Linked DNA regions of Mus musculus: all the other regions are linked to region 3. Evidence: chromatin contacts called from public HiChIP or PLAC-seq and promoter capture Hi-C data. All regions are on one chromosome and are shown on one strand. The core of a region is the stretch at or near the end of the contact, and the rest is flanking DNA. Distances in the headings are between cores, read along the strand shown. Region 1 has its middle 44 kb from the start of 1700010I14Rik. Region 2 holds the start of Map3k4 (mitogen-activated protein kinase kinase kinase 4). Region 3 holds the start of Pacrg (PARK2 co-regulated). Region 4 overlaps Prkn (parkin RBR E3 ubiquitin protein ligase).

Region 1 (4,545 bases), core at 203-2,702, 1.8 Mb before region 3:
TTTTTTTTTAAGTTTCTCTGGTGTTCCTTTACTTGGCAGAAAGTGGACTCACTCAACTTGAGCATCAATTCTGGAACAATCTCAGTTTGTAACACTCTCATCTGTGTGGTGTTAGGTCTGTAGCGGCTGTTCATGTGAGTAGTATGCATTGAAGCTGTTCTCTGAAGGATCAGATTATAAGCTGCCCTTTGCCAGAAGGGGGCAACATACCAGAGAGACCAGTGAGACCTCTAACAGCCCTAAGCATCTCAGACACCTGCTTCTAACACCTTGCTTTCACAGAAGAGCTCGCTGGTGTCCTGAAGCCTCGGAGCTGACGGGAAATCAGTCATTCTGGGCAGCATCCTTAAGCTTTGATCTTTCCAGCAGCAATGTGAATTTTACATATTTTTTTTCCCCCCACCGGCATACTTTGTTAGGTTTTTTTTTTTTTTTTTTTTTTATCACAAAAGACTAAGGCTTAGCCTTTGATAAATTCTCATTTGCAGAGATAAAGTAAAAGGGGGAAAAAGCATTGGGACCTTATAGGAAATGGCAATTTCACCCCAACACCCCCCCCCACCACACACACTCATGCAGTGATAATTTCGAAGTTTAGAAGGGTAACACACACACACACACACACACACACACACACACACATATACACACACACACACACACACACACACACACACACACACACACACACACACACACACACACACACACACACACACACACACACACACACACACACACACACACACACACACACACACACACACACACACACACACACACACACACACACACACACACACACACACACACACACACACACACACACACACACACACACACACACACACACACACACACACACACACACACACACACACACACACACACACACACACACACACACACACACACACACACACACACACACACACACACACACACACACACACACACACACACACACACACACACACACACACACACACACACAGACACACACACACACACACACACACACACACACACACACACACACACACACACACACACACACACACACACATACACACACACGCACACACACACACCTACCCCTTCAAGCATGAAAAAAGCATTTGAATTAAGCCAGGCACACAAAGCAAGAGAATTGTGGAGAGAAGCTCTCTGACAGGCAAGCCTGCTCTTTATTCTCTTGAGCTAATTCTGCCACACGACACACTGGCATCCAGAAAAGTAAGATTCTGACAGGCTAATTTCAGCTTGTGCTTCCAATGAAATGTACATAAGGCACTTGTTACGTCTAGTGACAGTCAGTGTCATTTTCTGTTTAAAAGCAATCCATTTGTGTGGATGCCTAGGAGAGCAGGTGCCCGTTGAGGGAGTAGGAAGGGCGTTTGGGGTCTAGTGAAGGTTTGCACGGCCGCTTGGCTGAGGCAAGGGAAGTGAGGCTCGGCCCGGATCATCAGGCTGGATTATCAGGCTGCTTGGGTTCAAGGACAGAGTCATCAAGTCAAGCTGGTGTCTGTCCATGACTTCCCCCGTCAGCGGTAAGATCTTAGGACCTATAGAACAGACGATCAGGTGGTGATATCGTTTGCTTATCAGTCCAGCTTGCTGCAGCTGCGAAGTAGAAAAGCTAAAAACAAAGTCTCTGAGGACAGACACATCAGAATACGGAAACAGAACACCAAAAAAACAAAACGGAGGCAGGCTAAAGGAGGACACGTGTGACCAGTAGGTGGCGCCATTATACCGCACAGAACCCGGCTTTCTGGCAGAGCTCTACTGGGGAGATTAGAGCCATATACAATTTCCTGTTGGCATTGAAGGTGAAGTCAAGGGTTGATATAAAGAGCTCCATGAGGCTCTGAAAATGCCGCATGCCGGCAGCAACCCAGGCTCACCCTTAAAAGAACTTCAGGAGTGAGGGCGCCAAGGAGGATACTGAGTCATAGCCCCATCGAAATAGTGTCTGATGTCACTGGCGAAAATAGACCCGGAGATCTCTTCTGTTTATCCCGCTGTAAAGAGGTGACATTCATCGGGTGACTAGAGAGTTCATTTAATTATAAAAGACAGAGCCATAATAGAGAAGCAGGATACGACTCCCTTGTCTAAAAGGTGTGGTGGATATTTGGAACCATGTATTTCCTAACCTGTGGTTTACAGCGTCTTTTAAAATTTGCTTTCCAAAGGAAACAGCATTTGGAACAGCAAAGATTGCTCAGGTCAAGACAGTGTGTAATTACAGTGCCAGATGGAGACTATTTCTGCCAACCACGATTCTAATTTCGTCTTTCCCTTTACCCAGTACTAAATTGAGTCTACTTAATAGAGACGCGTACTGCCAAAGCCACCCACAGCCCGTGTCCCATTCTGATTTCCACCTATCTTGTAAGATTTCAGACAAGCTTGAGGTTTAGATTGAACAAAGACAAGCTGAGCTACCATAGGGCTGGCTAATCTACAAAGAGGATCTGGGGGTGGGGTGGGTGCTTAAACAGTACATAGAGTGGGCAGGCACAGTCCTCTGACCAGAAAAGCCTCAGGCAAGGACAGTCTGGCACCCCCCTGTTGTGGATTTAAACTACCATTTCTTTGCACTGACTCTCAACTATCTCAGCAGGGATTTTGCTCAGCAATCTTTGCAGAGCCTGTTTCTTCCCTACATACTGAGTATGAGCAGTGGGTAGGGTTTTATTTCATCCTCCTTCCCCAAAATCACTGTGGTTTCAGGGAACTAGAACAGAACATGGGCCTCAGTGTGGGGCAGCTGTAGAGCAGTGATCTGACCATGGAAGCTAGCTTCGCCACAGGGGTGTACTTTTTGTTTGTAGGGACTAGAAAGTATGGGAATAGGTATGAAAGGAATAGGGCTGGACAGAAGGGAGGAATGGGAGAAATGAGGGGGAGAGGGGTGGAGAAAAGAATAGAGGGGAGGAGAGGATGGGAGGGGAGAAAAGAGGAGGGGAGGAGAAAAGGAGAGGGGGAGGGCAGAGGAGAAGAGGGGAAAAGAGGATAGGGGAAGGAAGAGAAGAAGGGAAGATGAGCGAGGAGGGGGAGGAGAGGAGAGGGGAGGGAAGAGGAGGGAAGGAAAATGGAAAGGGGAGAGGGAGAAAGGAGAGGAGAGGGGAGGGGAAAAGGGAGGGGAATGTAGAGGAGGGGAGTGGGGAGGGAAGAGGAGAAGAGGGGAAAAGAGGATAGGGGAAAGAAGAGAAGAAGGGAAGATGAGCGAGGAGGGGGAGGGGGAAAGGAGAAGAAAAGGGAAGGGAAAAAGGGAGGGGAATGTAGAGGAGGGGAGTGGGGAGGGAAGAGGAGAAGGAAAGTCAGAAGAGGAGGGGAAGGGGAAGAGAAGGGAAGGGAGGAGAGGGGAGGGAAGCCCCATAGAACTTGATCAATGATAAGGATGTACAGCCGAAGCTTCGGAGTGTACATCTGGAAGATCCACTCTGTTGTGTTCAGCTTGTTTTCTTTCTTATCAGAGAGAGCTGCTATTACCTACATCAGGGTCCTATTTACGCAATCATGGCAATTTTCCAAAAGGGATTTAATGATTACACAATTTCATAAACCCAAGAGCTGAGTTCTCTCTTATCCGAGTCCTGAAGCCACCCCTAGCTCTTTCTGCAATCTCTCTATTCACTCACCCTTTGAATGACACCGCCTCCTGTGGTCATGCTTTTACCAACTTCAATAACTGTTTCCCATAGGCATGTCTCAGTGGATGTAGGGGCATCCACTGGGACAGGGGCAATATTTCAGCAACCACACCCCGGAAAATACCTACCAGCAGCTGTGGATGCCCTGTAGCTTCTTAACTGGATGCAGGGCCTTGGTAGCTCTGTCCTTGTCCATGGTGCAATACTGACCAGTTTGACCTTGTGCAATTCCTGTGAAGACTACTACAGCTATGGTGAGTTCATGGGTACCCATCCTTGTCATCCTCGGTAGACATCCATCAACTCACGGCATCCTTCCCATCCTCTGGTCCTTATGACCTTTCTGCCCTTTCCTCTGAGATGTTCCCCAAGCCTGGCAAGATGGAGGTATGATATAGACAACCCATTTGGAGATGAACACTTTATAATGGCTTATTTTCTGCAACTATGATTAGCTTTGGTTCTCTGTATTAACCTCTGCCCATTATAAAACGAAGCTGCTCTGTTTATAGGTGACAGCTGCATTATGGGAAATAAAGATACATGTTTAGAAGACAGTTGGATAGTGTATCAATTTAGCAAAATGATAGTTACAGGCTACCCTACAGTGTCTGGGTCTATGCCCTTGCTTGCCATTGGATCTTCAGCAGGTTTATAGTATCGGGCATGATTTTCTTCCTATTGAGTAGACCTTAAATGTCGTCAGACAGTTGTTAGTTCACCCACATGATGTTCGTGCCACGACTGCCTCCAGGGGCATATCTTGCCAGGTCTATTGCTATTGCAGCTTACAGGGTTCACAAGTGGCAATACTGCTGTTCACTTTCTTCCCCCACAGCCTGTATACATAGCCCCTTCTAATACCATGAAAGCGATTCATCAG
Region 2 (4,787 bases), core at 1,132-3,631, 1.5 Mb after region 3:
CTCACTAAGAACAACTGTAACCACCTTCATAAGTTCTCTACCAAAACTAGGGATCCGACAGAGCCCCGTCAGCTGGCAATCTGTTTTCTGTTCTTCCATCATTGCATAACTCACTGTCAGGAGCGAAGCGCACCCACAGCAGACATCCTGGGTGCTGGCATCTGCCACGTGCACTTGCCATACAGCTTTCGGGGCCAACAAGTACGGGCCTGACTCCTACAGAAGACCTGTGCTCGAGCACAGCCTGCGTGATCAATGACACACACGCACAGCCGAGGAACAACAACATCAACAGCTTTATTCTGGTCTGCCAGAGAGCCACCTGGAAATGCTAGGTAACAGATTAGTGGTCGCTGGCGTGTTGGGGGGAGGCACTGAGCAGATTCGGGATGTATACGGCAATGTATGAGCCTCTTGTGAATAGGTAGGAATGTGGACCACATACAAACAGCTGGAGCTCCCTGCAACATCGCTTACCACAGATGGACAGTAATAGTGCCAGAGGTCACCCCTGCCAACTGAAGAGGAGGCAGTGTCCATTACTGCAGCAAAAAGGCAAAGCAGCAGCTTCACCAAGAGAAAAAAAAAATCTGCTCTACGCATTTGCTATTGTAAAATTAACTGCAATGTTGCTAAGAAAAATACTTCAAAGATCTCCTTGTTCTGTACACTGCTGTTCACGTAAAGTTGGATGAGGCCCATTATCCTGACCTATTTTTATTATAACAAAGAGACAGGCTCCTGGCTGGAAGGCAAGGCTGTTTATCAATAGGAAAGCAGCGTTTTGATAGCAGATTTTTATCCCTCTGCCTAACACCGCTCAAGTCCATTTTCTCCCCCGAGAACAGTTACATAGAATTATAATGTCGGGTCTGTGGGTATGAAATCATCCCTCTTCCTCGTGATAATTAAGGCACAAACTAGGCAGCCAGACTTTTGTTCATTACAAGCTGTTAATCTTTATATATGCTATTTACCTTTTGCCTCAGTTTCCTCTTACATAAAGGAGATGAATAGCAGAATTAACTCATAAGACTGTTATAAAGATTAAATGAATTAACAAAAGTAATGGCTACGTGATAAAACATTTTAAGCATTAAGTAAGGACTCACATTTATTATTTCTAAAATAACGATTAAAGGAGTAAAAATTGCTCAACAGCTCAATACATTAAGAAAATTATGAACTTTCTGAAAAAAGACTTCTAATAGCACCCTGTACTATTCCTTAAAGAAAATGCCCCAAAAGATGTCACAGAACTATCTTGAAATTAAGAAACACAATGCAGTAGCTCTCACGGCTTTGAAAAAGTAAAATTCCTCTCAGGCAACCCAGTGGTGACAAGCAAGGATGTGAATGGCTCCCGTGTTCGGGTCTCGCTACAACTATAAATTTGCTATTTCTTCAAGCAGGAAAAAGCAAAGCTATTTAACTGCCTTCTTCCTGAGGTTATAGAGCGAGACCTTAAGCCAGGAGGAGTTGTGGGAGTGTTTTCACTATAGGGGACAGGAAGCAGTCAAAGTTTATCCTGAGATGCAAAGGACTGGCATTTAAACACAAAATCAGGACACCGTGAGTTTACCCTCCCAATTAAAACTTGAGACTCTTCGTAGCAGTTAAAAGAGCTTCTACGGAGCAGAATGCAACAGATACTCTGGGTACCAAAGTTCCATCTTGGAGCTTCCTGCGGTAGCAAAGTTTCACACATAAACCCTTAGCTATTTTCGTGCGCAACACTGCATCAGGCTGTTGCTAGAAGACAGTAAAAGGATCTCTGACAAGGAACCTTGTCTGCAGTTACGTGAAGCTTCGCCCTGGGGACAGAAGGCTGGGAGGCGCGCTGCAAAGGGCTGAAGGAGCAAGGAACTGCCGAGAGGCACGTCGCCTCTCTTTTCCTGGAAAAAGGAGAAAGATGGACCACCTTCCTTCCATCCGATCACTGATCCGAGCCCGAGCGGCAGTCCGGGGCAAGCTGGGGCTGTCTGCAGCAGGGCCCCGGGGAGCACTACTGCAAAGGCCAGGGTCGCTCGGGAGCTTGGCCTCCGAGCCCGGGCAGGGGTCGCGCGGAAGCGGAGCACCGGGCTCCGCGCTGCACCGCGCCCCTCCCGCCACCGGAGGTCCGGATGCTCCGCGCCCACCTGGCGCGCAGCCGAGGACCCCACGCCCCCTTCACGCGCCACCCTGCTCCCTCCGAGCTGCAGCTGCAGCCGTGCACTCACCTCGCCGCTGGGCAGCACTCCGGATCCGGCTCGGGCTGTGGCGGCGGTGCTGGCCGCAGCTCCTCCATGGCGGCTGCAGGGGTGTCGGCGAGGGCAGGAGGGGGCACCGGCTCGGCGATGGCGTCTCTCATCCGTGCACCAAGCTTCGCATGACCGCGGCGGGTCGTCAGCTGCAGCCTGGTGCGGGAAGACCAGGAGCCGCGGGGTGAGGGAGTGACTCGACTCCGCCTCCGCCTCTAGCCCGCCGCAGGAGCCGTGCGCGCAGCGGCCATCTTGGGAACGGCGGCCGGCCGAACGCTGGGCTACGGCGGGCAGCGAGGGACACGCCTCGGCGGGCGGCTGAGTCCGCCTGGGCGGGGCGAGGCGGGAGGGAGGAGCGCACTGGCCAGTGGTAAATCAGGTGTCGCTGGGTGACCGCGGGTGGCCTCGGGAGGTCCTGAGGCTAAGGGCACAGGAGACATTTGGAGAGGTAGGGTTGTCTGGGCGAGCAGGAATGCTTCATAAACTGGAGCTCAAGGTCTCTGCGCCACTGGATTCTGCCTTTCGGAATAAGGATGATGTCACCCAGACGCCCACAGCTCTGACATGGAAGTGTGGGCCTTCTGCAGACTCAGACCATCAGAGTGACACACCAATCAGGCAGCAGAGGACGCCGTCCTCACCCAGGATCCCAAGGTTAGAAAGTGCTTTTTCAGAAACTTGCACAGTTGCTACACTAAAGAAGAAAGAAAGGGATAAAGAAGTTGTAAAGATTTGAAGTTATTAAAAGAATTGAAATAGCAGAGCATCTTTCAGTCATTCTTAGCTTGCGCAGCTTTACAGCCTTTGAGTTGCAATCATGCCTTCTGAAATCCAGATTCAGTTCAGAAATCGTATTCAGAATCAAATATGTTTGTTTCCACTTAGTTTGATTTTTTTTAAAAAAATGATTCTTTAGCTTTGCTATGTAGAGATATAAATTTTGAACAAATTTTTTTAACTGACTGAAAGAAAAAATTTCAAGGTAAGATTTAAGAGCTAAGCAAGATAAAGATACTCTGAAATCAGCTGTGTTACAGAAATGTCTCTGTAATTAAAGAGCATACTCTTGCTGTTGTTACAGTAGACTACATTATCTATAATGTCTGCCAGTGCTGGATTTCTGAGTTGACATCCCTTTCATTAATTCAACAACATGCAGTCAGTCAACAACTATTCAGTGCACATATTGCATTAGGACTTCGGGAGACACTAAGGAAGCAGCCGTGAGAAGTTGCCTAATGGAGGGAGAGAGAACAAAGCAAAACGAAGCATTCAAAGGAAATGAACTCAGTCTATCCTAATAATTTTAAAGACCCATTCATTTTCACTGAGAGCTCTGCAGAGTGTTTCCCATCTCTCTGTAATTCTGATAGTTTCGTCTCCCTCTACACTGGGCTAACCTGAGCCCTCCTTAAATTGCATATGAGGAGAGTCGATAAGGAAACCTCTGACTGCTGCCAGGAAGTGAGCCAATGGGCACACTGCTTCCCACTCATAAAACGCTGAACACAAATCAGCCTCAGGAAGAGCCATGACTTTTTTTTATCCTTCATTGTCTACTGGGTACCGCATATTCTAGAAGGAACTAAAGACATTTACATCATCTCATCGTACCACTCGATGTGCATAGAGACCTAGATTACTTGATACTAACTCGGTTTGTGTGCAGGGCCTTTTTGCCTCAACATACATAGATAGACTAGCTGATTCACAATGGTCTTTCTCAGCAGCACTCTCCGGTGCCTCCAGGGTTCCAGGCCAGAGACCTCAGCATCCTCCGCTTACTCTCAGAGCATTTCTTTACCTCTAGACTGTTGGCTCCTTTGGAGCAGAAACCATTCTTTGGACCTACGTGTCACCCAGTCACCAAGTGTCAGGAGCCCAGGGCTTAATACATGGTAGGAACCTAGCAAATACTGTTATGGAGGCGTTAAAGACAAGCCACCTTAGAACATGGCAAATGGTCACCTTGCTAACTTCACTCTTAAATGGCTTCAGAAGGAGCCACTGGCCTACCTTCTTGCATGCGACAGGATGTAAAGGTTCTTTGGGGAAGGGCCACCTCGAAGAGCCATGCTGGAAGATGCCCTTGATCACTGGAGACTGGTAACTGAAGATTCTGTAAACCTGAAAAAGCAAACTCCAAAATAATTGTTATTTTGCTGTAGGCCCACATCCACACCATCTCTCTCTTTCTGAGTAGCACCCCTAGAATTTAATATACTCTCAGATACCTATTGTTCCTGACACTTCTTCACAGAGTTAGGGTTCTTTGTCTAGAATGTGTAATAAGTATCATGATATGGTTGTTTCTTTGAATTTTTTTCTTTTGGGAAGATCCTAGAAAATTAATAAAAACTGCATAGAAAGGAAGAAGGGAAGAAAGAAAGAAAGAAAGAAAGAAAGAAAGAAAGAAAGGAAGGAAGGAAGGAAGGAAGGAAGAAAGAAAGAAAGAAAGAAAGAAAGAAAGAAAGAAAGATTTTGTGGCTCAAGGAAGGAAGGAAGAAAGAAAAGAAAGAAAGAAAGAAAGAAAGAAAGAAGGAAAGA
Region 3 (4,881 bases), core at 1,036-3,535:
GTGTGTCTTTGAGTCAGGGCCTTCATATGGAGGGTAGTTTCCTTTGTTCTTGTGTAGCCCAGGATATCTTCAAGGAGGCTCTACCTTCTGAGCATGAAGTTGTGGCATGCTTCACAATGCCTGACCTATCTTGCTTTTTGATGAGGTTTGTATAAGCCATAAAGGTTTTTTGCTGACAGAGGGAATGAATACTCATTAACTGGTTTTTGGTCATGGACTTTTTCATCATACTCTAAGAAGGTAAACAATCTGCAAATCTCAAATTATACAACTCCTTTCAACTTTTAATGGAAAACACTGTATCAATATGAGTTTAAATATTCTCTGATTGACGACTTTTGTGGTTGCTCACTTTTACTGAGACCAAACCAAAAGTTCATGCTGATGTAACAACCACTCATTGCTTAGGACTACTTGTCCCTGGATTTTTAAGAAATTAGTTCACAAATAATAAATGTTTACATTTATCATCATTTCATAAACAATTTCCATACTTCCTAGGATAGATTCCATGTGTTTTTCTTGGAAGGACATTGAAAAGACATTGCCCACTGAAATGGAGTCTTACAGAGGGAAGGGAAGGTGGCTGAAACTCCTGAGAAGTAGTTTGGAGTTGGCTTTTGGGACACTTGGTTGCAATTTAAAAGATGAATGTTGGTATATACGCTCTGAAGAGAAGTAGACTTTCAGAGGGAGAGAGATACTTTATAATGTGACAAAAAGTACATCCGAGAACTCACAGGTGGTGAACTGTTAAGGACTGAATAGAGATGCACCTTTTCTGTTTCCTGTAACTCTGCAGTTTGCTTTTACACTCTATAACTACTATAGATCAACCAATATACAATAGCAACATAGGAATCCAAGCTGGAAGTCTACAGGTAATCTACTTCATTTGTGTCCTCTAAGTGGTATGTATAAGATTTGCAATATATAAGTAGAAATATAGTGGGACAACGAAGAACACTATTAAGCTAATATATTGAATTGCTGTATAATAAGATCCTCTCAGGGTGTAAATTGTACAAAATTGAAAACTACATTTAGTATTAAATCTCTCACACTCCTAAACAGGTGCCCACTCAGTAGACAAACATGGTTTAGCATACCAAATCATATGGTATTTAATAAACAAGAAGATTGAAAAGCAGTATTAGGCATATAGCTAAACCGTTTGTGTGCCTTTGAATATTTTCCCCTATTCGTGTTAAGAATATTTTATTTGTATTATCACAACTCATAAAAATGAAATAGGGCTTGTATTATTAGAGACACTTGAAATAGAGCTTATATTGTTTAAAATGTATTTAAAAGGCCTATCAGGAACCAGTCTTCACATAAGTAATTTTTGAATACTTTAACAGGTTAATACCTTTTTTTTTGTCAGAATGTTGCTGAGTAAATGCTAAGGCATTCTAAAATGTCCCAGATGAGATAAATTAGTATATATTACTGATGAGTTTATGTGTCTCATACTGGTTCGTGTTAAATTTTGAAAGCCTATGACTTCTAAGAGCATTCACTCCAGAAGGTCTTGTACTGAGTGGACTAAGTTTACAATAAAGATAAGGATTTTTTTCCCCCTTACCAGTGAAACAGCTTAAGTGTAATTTGGGGTAGTGGAGAAAGCACACTTGCTCAAGAAGGTGCTTATACGCTAACTCAGTACATCGCCTGCCCCAAAGGTTCTTTAACCACCTAGCCTACATCTCTGCACACTGTCGGGCAGAGTCTGCTACTGACCGAGTCATTGCCAGTTCTGGTAAACAGTACCAGGACCCAGGGCTTGTCATCCTCTACAACCACATGTCCCCTGATTCGGAGCAAGTGCGTTCAATCGAGGAAGATCACTTACGACTGAGTTTTTCATCATGGCTTTGACTGTGAAGCCCTCAGAAACCAGGGAACGAGGCTGGTGCACCTGGAACGTCTGTTGTGGCAGCAGTTTAGTCCTCTTCGGCATCTTGTCTGGGCATTTGTTTAAGGTCAGGGTCTCTTTTTCTACCACATTCTTCCTAGAAAACGTCTTGTTCTTATCAGAGGTGTGGAAGAAAAACCAGTGGCTTTTACAGAAGTGAGCAGGGGGTCGGGAAAACACTCTAAAAGGCTCTAGTGGTAGAAATTCAACCCCTCGTGCTGCCCAGGGAGATCCAGATGTTTGGCAGCACCAAGGTGGAGGGAGTTTAGGGGAGGAGAGGGGCGGGAAGAGGGCTGGGATCCGAGGCTAGAGTCTCTAAGAGCTTCCAAAGGTGTAAGCCTCCCGGTTGCTAAGCGATTAGTCAACATTAGGAGACGCTAGTCCCGCCCCTCCGTGACGAGCGTTTCCGGAAAAGGTTACCAGCGAAGACAGTTGCAGCTGCCGGAGGCGAATCTTACGGGTTAAAACTACGCCTCCCAGCAGGCTTCGCGCTAGGGGCGGGTGGTTGCGCGTGCGCACTGCGCCCGCCTGGCTCGCGAGGGGAAGGGGGAGGAGGCCTGGATGACTAAACCTGACAGAAACGCTGGTGGGAGGCTCGGGCGGGCGCCAGTGCCCGCGTAGGTCCTTCTCGACCCGCAGCCACCACCCGCCCGGTGACCATGATAGGTACGTGGGTGCCTGCCAGGTACAATCTCTCCGCGCCGCCCCGCGTCCGTGTGTGGCACCACGTCACACCCCACGGGTCCGAGTGGGATCCTCGGGGGCCGACCCGAGCCACCTGTCAGTGTCACGGCGGAGGCGTGCGTGCCGCGCTCCGTCCGCTCTGTGGGCTTCCTCGGCCCGCCCCCCCCCCCCCCCCCGCCCATAGCCTGGTCCGGTGTGTGCTAGAGCATTAGGTATGAGTTTCCAACCTGCCTTAGCCAAGGTTAGCTCGCTGAAGACTGTATCCCCACGGACACCCGCGTGCTCCACTGCGACCCCCGACGGCGGGGCTCGCCCTGCCGCTCCACGGGGTGACCAGCCCAGGTCTGTTTCGGTCAAGCTGTCCTTCACTTCAGGGCGAGTTCACACACCCTAGGACTTAAAGAAAATCTCAGGAAAGCATCTGCCTCGTGGAGATCGCACCTCAGTTCTGTCTTTTTAAATGTGTCCTCGGAGATCTGAGACGAAAGACTAGCCGAGTAGATAACTGCAAAGATGGCTTTTTCCCCCACTACAGTTTGTGACTGGGTGCAGTTTGACCAGTGCAGCTTTGGAAGTGGCCACTAGGGTTGTTCTAAGCAGTGTGAAGTAGGCAGATTGGAAAGGACCTCCCTGACAGAGATGTTATATGTGAAGCCACGTTTTGGGTTCTCCTCCGGGATAAGTAGAAATAAATGCATAATTTAGCGCACATTCCCGTTTGGAGGTTTCGTTACTGTAGACTCGCCGCCCCCATCCAAGTGATGTTCTGAAGATGTAGTGAACTTGTTTGTGATATATGCCTGACAGGTATCGCACTAAGCACATCTGAAGTCGGTCTATTTGAGATGTGTCTAGAAGATGGATGAGAGGTGCATTTATGAAGTAAATGCGTTACACGGTGAAAGTAGCCGAGTCTGTTTTAACTCATAAAAGTAATGTTACAAGTGTGCAGCCCTCCTCTCTTCCTCTTGAGAGTCATGCTAGGCAGCTAAGATGCTCCTGGAAGCAGAGGTGCACGCTCATGGTGTCTAGCTGCTTCTTCCCTCCATAGGGCAGTGTGTATTTTGGATGAATGAATTGGAAACTTGTTAAATTAAGAAAAAAAGTATACATTTTTATGAATGGCACTAAGCTTTTAAGTGACATTTACTTAAGAGTCGTTTGTAAACCCAAATCTGAACTGATTAGTGCGAACCAAGTGGGACAGATTAGGAAAAAAAATACAGATTTTACAAGAGAGAAATACCTCATATTTTGAAAACAATTACACACGTTTAGTTTCTTTCAACTTAAACTAGTTCATGGATGATTTTGATAAGCAAATGTCCCCTAAGGCTATATAAATATAGGAAATTAAGACCTAAAACTTAAAACTATTTTTAAAGTCTCATAAATTATTATATTAATAACTTTAGGATGGAACACAATTTAGCCAGCTTTATTTAGATTTACCTGGAGCCCTCTTAATAAGAACTGTGCCATTTGAATGTTACAATTAAATTAATTAGTAATAAAAACCAGGGAAATAGAAGACAGATTTAAAACTCTTCTTTCTTTGGCTACTCTTTTTACAGGGTGAATAAGTGTGCGTTTTAACACAAATGATTGTATCCTTGTCCCCTGCCCCATGAAAAGGAACTTCCATTCAAAAACAAAAACCCTACACAAACAATGTTACATTGTTTTGTTTAACTAGTTGTATTGCCTAATATTATTGGTGGCCGCATTTTCATGAAGTTCTGAATTGCCAGGTTGGAGGCTTGGGTGTGGTGACAGCACCTAAAGCAGGTGAGAGGGAACCCAATCCGGAGGAAGCTTTGGGAGGAATAGTTCTGCATTTTTATGACTAATCCTTGAACAGGAAACAAGGGCCGACAGGAACTGCACAGAGATCTGCTACAGAGCAAAGGACACACAAATAGCTCCAGGGACTGAGCAGTGTCTTCCTCTGCATAGCACTACTGAGAGCTGAGGCCTTCTGTACTTGAGCTCTCTCCCCCTGCAGTACTCTCCTAGTGAAGGAAATACTGCACTCTGTCAGTGAAGTCCTTGCTCTGAGAAGAATCCTCTGGATTGGCTTCCTGGCCAAATAAGAGGAAAGGAGACTAATACTTTATTGCCCATAAAATAATTTTCCTTTTGTTGTTTCAAAGTAGAGGGTTTCCTTCTTGTCATGGAGATGGCTTCAAAAGTACTTACATCTCCCATTTGGATTATGATTGACATGCTAAATGCCTTGACCTAGAGAGAGTTAAACCATAATTTTATTGAAGTTAATG
Region 4 (4,363 bases), core at 1,719-4,218, 1.1 Mb after region 3:
ACATCACGCAACATTGTATCACAAATCTTTAAATCATCTAGTAAGGATGCTTCTATGTTTGTGTTCATGTCTCAGTTCCAATCTGACAGATTGGTGGCCCTTGCAGCACAGGGTGCAGGTCTCATAGGCCCATCTCTTTAGGAGACTGTTTTGTCTACTTAAAAAAAATAAAATCTGTGCAAAGAACATTGATTTTCATCCCTACTAAACACTGTCACTGTTTACCAATGTGTCAGAAATGTCTTGGCAAATTTTAAGATAACTTTTTTTTTGATAGCCTAAGCCTATTAGCCTAAGAAATGACTTCATTTTCTACAGCAGACGAGATCGGGAGAGGCTTTTAAAAGTAACATTTTCCATATTGGCAGAGGAAATTCATGTCTGGACTGCTCGCCTTGATTGACACAAACTGTCCTTTACCCTCACACAGTATGACCAACTTGCAGTCCTACAGCAGTGGCCACAATGGGTGATAAGGGACCCACATTTGACCGCTTCCCGTTAGTCCCACATGTGCTGCTCTCTTTGCAGCACATACTTGACTTGAGTGACATGCGATTAGGCCTTCTGCCATTTGCTTCTAGAAAGACGAAGCGTTTCAGATCTTAGCTTGCTATTATTTTCTTTAAAATTATCAAAAATATAACTTCTGCTCTAATAGCACTGAGTCTCTCAGGTCCCTGAATCCCCAGACTGGTTACTTATGCAAATAGCTGTGCTGTGTAATTAGAGGAAAGCATTTTGGTTAAATTGCCTTTCTGCACTGAGGACTCTATCTTAGACCAACCTTTGTAAGTAAATTGAACCTGCTGAGTTTGGAAATTAGACAGCAAGGCACAAATGGGTACATTTCTTCAGTCAGCGTTGCCGTTTTGCATCGATCTCAGATTAACTTGAAGCAACTGTACAAACTGGGAAAGGAAGGCAATACCCCGTGCACCACGGTGAGCCAGCCGCCAGAGGCAGCTATCACTGCACAGCTCCAAGGCTCACCCCCGCAAATACCCATCACCTTTAGCAGAATTATAGTACAGGGGAATGAATTTTAAAATTATTTTTATGTATTTTTACATAGAATCTTTTTCCTCAGCATACTATTTTTATTGACTCTTTGTAAGTTTCACTTCCGTCCTCCCAGATCACACTCACTTCCCAGTTCTTCCATGTCTGCCCCCAACCCTTGTGGTATGCCCCCCCAACAAAATAAAAATAATAATAAAAAGCAAGTCCAATCCGTGTTGTCCATATACTCACTGGGGGATGGTCAAATTTCCAGAGACCAGCCCCCTAGAGAAAAATGAGTCCTTCTCGACCTGCAGCCCGGCCGCCGGGAACGGCCATCGTTGGAATATACATTTCAGTATCGTTATCACAGTTTTTAAGAGTTCTCTTTCAAAAACAAAAACAAAAACAAAAAAAAAACAAAAAACAAACAAACAAAAGCAGGGCAGTGGTGGCGCACACCTTTAATCCCAGCACTTGGGCGACAGAGGCAGGTGGATTTCTGAGTTTGAGGCCAGCCTGGTCTACAGAGTGAGTTCCAGGACAGCCAGGGCTACACAGAGAAACCCTGTCTCGAAAAACAAAAGCAGAAACAAAAAACAAAAACAAAAAAGAGTTCTCTTTGATGGCCTCCTTTGAAGGTTGTTATGTTTGGGGGGGGGTGGAGTGGGAATTGGAAGCCTTCTGAGTCCTTTTTTCTCAACTGTGCATCTGTGGTCATCGATACCACTGCAAAAGTAGCTTCTTTATACTCGTCATCAGGAGCTTGGATAATGGGCTTCCATATGGTTTCCACAATAGCACAAGCCATGAACACAGCCCCTGGCTGAAGTAGAACCACAGAACCAAACAAGGCCCTCGGAGGCAGTCATGGACTCAGGTGGCAGCGCGGGCCATTCTCATCAGAAATATAATTCTTATGTTATGTGGGACTAGAGATGTAGCTCAGTTGTAGAGTGCCTGGTTAGCATACATGAGGTCCTGGGTTTGAGCCACTGTAGTATATAAACCAGGTGTGCTGGTACACTCCTATCATCCCAGCCATCACAGGCTAGAGCAAGTTCTGCTGAGAAAGATCTGGAAGATAGAGATGCCTAAAGGCAGGCTACACTAGCATTCTGTATCTCTTGTTACTTAAAACAAATAATGTGACATGTTCCTGAGATACTATCTGGACTACCCCTATTCTTAGCTGTGGTCAGTTCTGAGTTACCCTGGTGTTTAATTTTAAGACAAAAAAAGTAAGTGGGATATGGATGAATCAGAAATGCTTCAACTAAAAGAGACAAAAATGCCTGCAAGGAGAGATGCTTACAAAGCCAGTCGTGAGAATATGCTTAAGGACTGTTCTTACTGAGGCTGGGAAAGAGAGTCCAAGTGGACTTGCCCCGGGCACTGAAGGTCATTCTGTGCGTGGTGCCAACTGACGTCTTGCTCTACTGAGGACCGAGCAAATGGAAGTGGTTATACAATGTAGCCGGGGAGAATGCATCATCATGTAAAATCGGACCATAAGGGCTCTCCCTCTGGAGAAGCACAGCCTGAGTAGAGAGTGCTCATCTCTATTCTCCTTGAGACAGGCTTGGAAAGGATAGCAGGTCCTCGGGCATTTTATCTCCTGCCCTGCCTGAGGCAGAGGCTCGCGCTGGGTGGCCTTTTGAGTCGATATCCATTCCTCTGACTCTGGAGAATTATAGAAGGCCCTGAATCTGATCCCAGTGAATTCCAAAGCAAGAACACACCTGTAAAGTGCGGGCACACACACATTCTGTGGTGCTGAATTAACACCTGGACTCTCAGACAGTCGTGCAATCATTTCTTTTGTTGTCTGTGATTGCAAACTAACAGTTATTAGTCTATCACGGCACTTAAAAAAAAAAAAAAGATCCAGCTTTTAAGCCCAACATGTACAGTGCTTCTATTAGCGAAGCGTTGCCATGGATACATTGGATCAAAACTTCACTCCCCGAAATAATAATACAGAAGACATTCCCTTGTGTTGAAAGGTAGGTCATTTATATCATCTACTATTGTTGAACCCTTATTATAAACCAGGACCTGTCTCATACATCGGCATGCAAAGATGAAAAAGTAAGTCACAGTGCTTCTGGGGGGCCTGTGAGGGAGGGGGTGTCGGCACTTACTATTCAGCTATAGTTTACCAAATGCTGGGAGGGGTTACACTGAGCAGTAAGAGGTCGAATGGCCATTCCTAATAGCTCAACCAAGAAACCTCCATCCAGTATGAGTCTGTGCATCACTGCCCCCTGCCTGGCCATTCTGCTTAATGGTATGACTTAATGGTTTTGCCTAGACACTTGAGTCAAAGCTGATGGCCAATGCTTTAAATTCCTTTGAGAGGAGCTGGACCAACCCATTCCCAGGAGATGAGTGAGCTTTCAAATGCCAATGTCAAGCAGAAAGATGCCTTGGCAAAACCATCCACGCCTAAACAGGCCTGCTTCCTTAGGTTGACAGAGCTAGAAGTTCAAAGAAACCAAAGAATGGTCCTCCCCTCTACACTGGGAGGACAGCTCCACATATAGCCTTTATAGTGACTCCCTCTCTCCCCTCCCCTTTGGCTTCAGTTTCTTGATTAAAATTAAAAATTACCTCCTTGGATCTTGATAGCACTGAAATGAACCATGGAAAAGGCCCCAAGCCATGATGGCAGCAGTCATTAGGATAAGCAGGCAAAGACAAGTTCCCATATTTCTGAGCTCTAGTGCCAGTGACCTCCTGGGATCGAGGGCAGAAGGGGGCGAGGGGGAGAGGGAGAGAGACAGACAGACAGACAGACAAGTCTAAACAGTGAGGACTAGTCTTCAAAAAAGCCACACTTCCCAACGCTCTCCTCATTAAGTCTCTTACAGACACACGTGCCCATTCCTCCAGCCCTCGAGACTCTTTGGGCTACGTCTTGAAGCCTCTATCTTTGCATACTGTGTGGTTACAGACCTGAAAATAATCTTATCTCCTATTCCCACACCATGTCACTGATATGGCTTTCAAGGTATATTAATACCTTCCTTCGTGCTACACAAGTAGATATACCAACACAGCAACAAATTCTACATCCAGGTTAAAATTCCAGATGAAGGATGAAGAGGAAGAGTGAGGCTGGCTCCACAGGCCCCAGGCTGCTGCAAACAGGCCAAGGGGGTCATGACTTGCAGGGTAAGAAGGGAGCCTGGCTCCCGAGGTCATCATCATTGTCAGGATTCCTAACAGAAGGTTGGGAAAGAACCCTCACAGCTGCCAGCATTGCATAGAGGCCACCCTGTGGTGCTGTGAATGATGTTTCTAACCTTTAAAAAAAAAACAAAAAAACAAGTGCAGGCCAGACTGCTTCTGCCTATGA

Evidence for each region. Promoter capture Hi-C pulls out the DNA fragments that hold promoters and counts their contacts. HiChIP or PLAC-seq counts read pairs in DNA pulled down with a chosen protein or histone mark.
Region 1: an H3K27ac HiChIP or PLAC-seq map of stem cell-derived neural progenitor cells shows a contact between it and region 3, with 16 times the contacts expected there. The contact joins the enhancer-like site here to the promoter of Pacrg in region 3. A contact is called at or near these places in 8 of 39 promoter capture datasets (the 3T3-L1 cell line, cranial neural crest, frontonasal cranial neural crest and 5 more), 1 of 484 Hi-C or Micro-C datasets (cerebellum) and 4 of 115 datasets of contacts at active chromatin or transcription factors (SST interneurons, astrocytes, oligodendrocyte precursor cells and 1 more).
Region 2: a contact with region 3 is called in a promoter capture Hi-C map of liver, with 3 times the contacts expected there. The contact joins the promoter of Map3k4 here to the promoter of Pacrg in region 3. A contact is called at or near these places in 1 of 39 promoter capture datasets (liver), 1 of 484 Hi-C or Micro-C datasets (muscle stem cells), 1 of 115 datasets of contacts at active chromatin or transcription factors (astrocytes) and 1 of 9 other capture datasets (adipose tissue).
Region 4: a contact with region 3 is called in a promoter capture Hi-C map of hippocampal neurons, with 4 times the contacts expected there. The contact joins the enhancer-like site here to the promoter of Pacrg in region 3. A contact is called at or near these places in 3 of 39 promoter capture datasets (cranial neural crest, hippocampal neurons and liver) and 3 of 115 datasets of contacts at active chromatin or transcription factors (SST interneurons, embryonic forebrain and embryonic stem cells).

What each region holds. Positions count from the first base shown.
Region 1 is chr17:9,030,174-9,034,718 of GRCm38.p6, forward strand. No RefSeq gene overlaps it. Among named protein-coding and RNA genes, the nearest start is that of 1700010I14Rik, 44 kb to the left of the region's middle. Within about 2 kb of position 1,453, at least 64 of the 459 cell types and tissues checked have an H3K27ac peak or open chromatin away from gene starts, as enhancers often do. A contact at or near this core is called in SST interneurons, astrocytes, cerebellum and 4 more, where this site is marked.
Region 2 is chr17:12,316,279-12,321,065 of GRCm38.p6, forward strand. It overlaps Map3k4 (mitogen-activated protein kinase kinase kinase 4), which reads right to left and starts at 2,382. Exons shown (of 27, transcript NM_011948.2): 1 at 2,220-2,382. The coding sequence starts at 2,350. It overlaps 4732491K20Rik (RIKEN cDNA 4732491K20 gene), which reads left to right and starts at 2,575. Exons shown (of 2, transcript NR_045290.1): 1 at 2,575-2,894.
Region 3 is chr17:10,837,906-10,842,786 of GRCm38.p6, forward strand. Pacrg (PARK2 co-regulated) reads right to left here and starts at 2,286. Exons shown (of 5, transcript NM_027032.2): 1 at 1,856-2,286. The coding sequence starts at 1,963. Prkn (parkin RBR E3 ubiquitin protein ligase) reads left to right here and starts at 2,454. Exons shown (of 12, transcript NM_016694.4): 1 at 2,454-2,584. The coding sequence starts at 2,578.
Region 4 is chr17:11,897,578-11,901,940 of GRCm38.p6, forward strand. All of the region lies in intron 9 of Prkn (parkin RBR E3 ubiquitin protein ligase), which reads left to right. Among named protein-coding and RNA genes, the nearest start is that of D17Ertd648e, 17 kb to the left of the region's middle. Within about 2 kb of position 2,969, at least 4 of the 459 cell types and tissues checked have an H3K27ac peak or open chromatin away from gene starts, as enhancers often do. A contact at or near this core is called in hippocampal neurons, where this site is marked.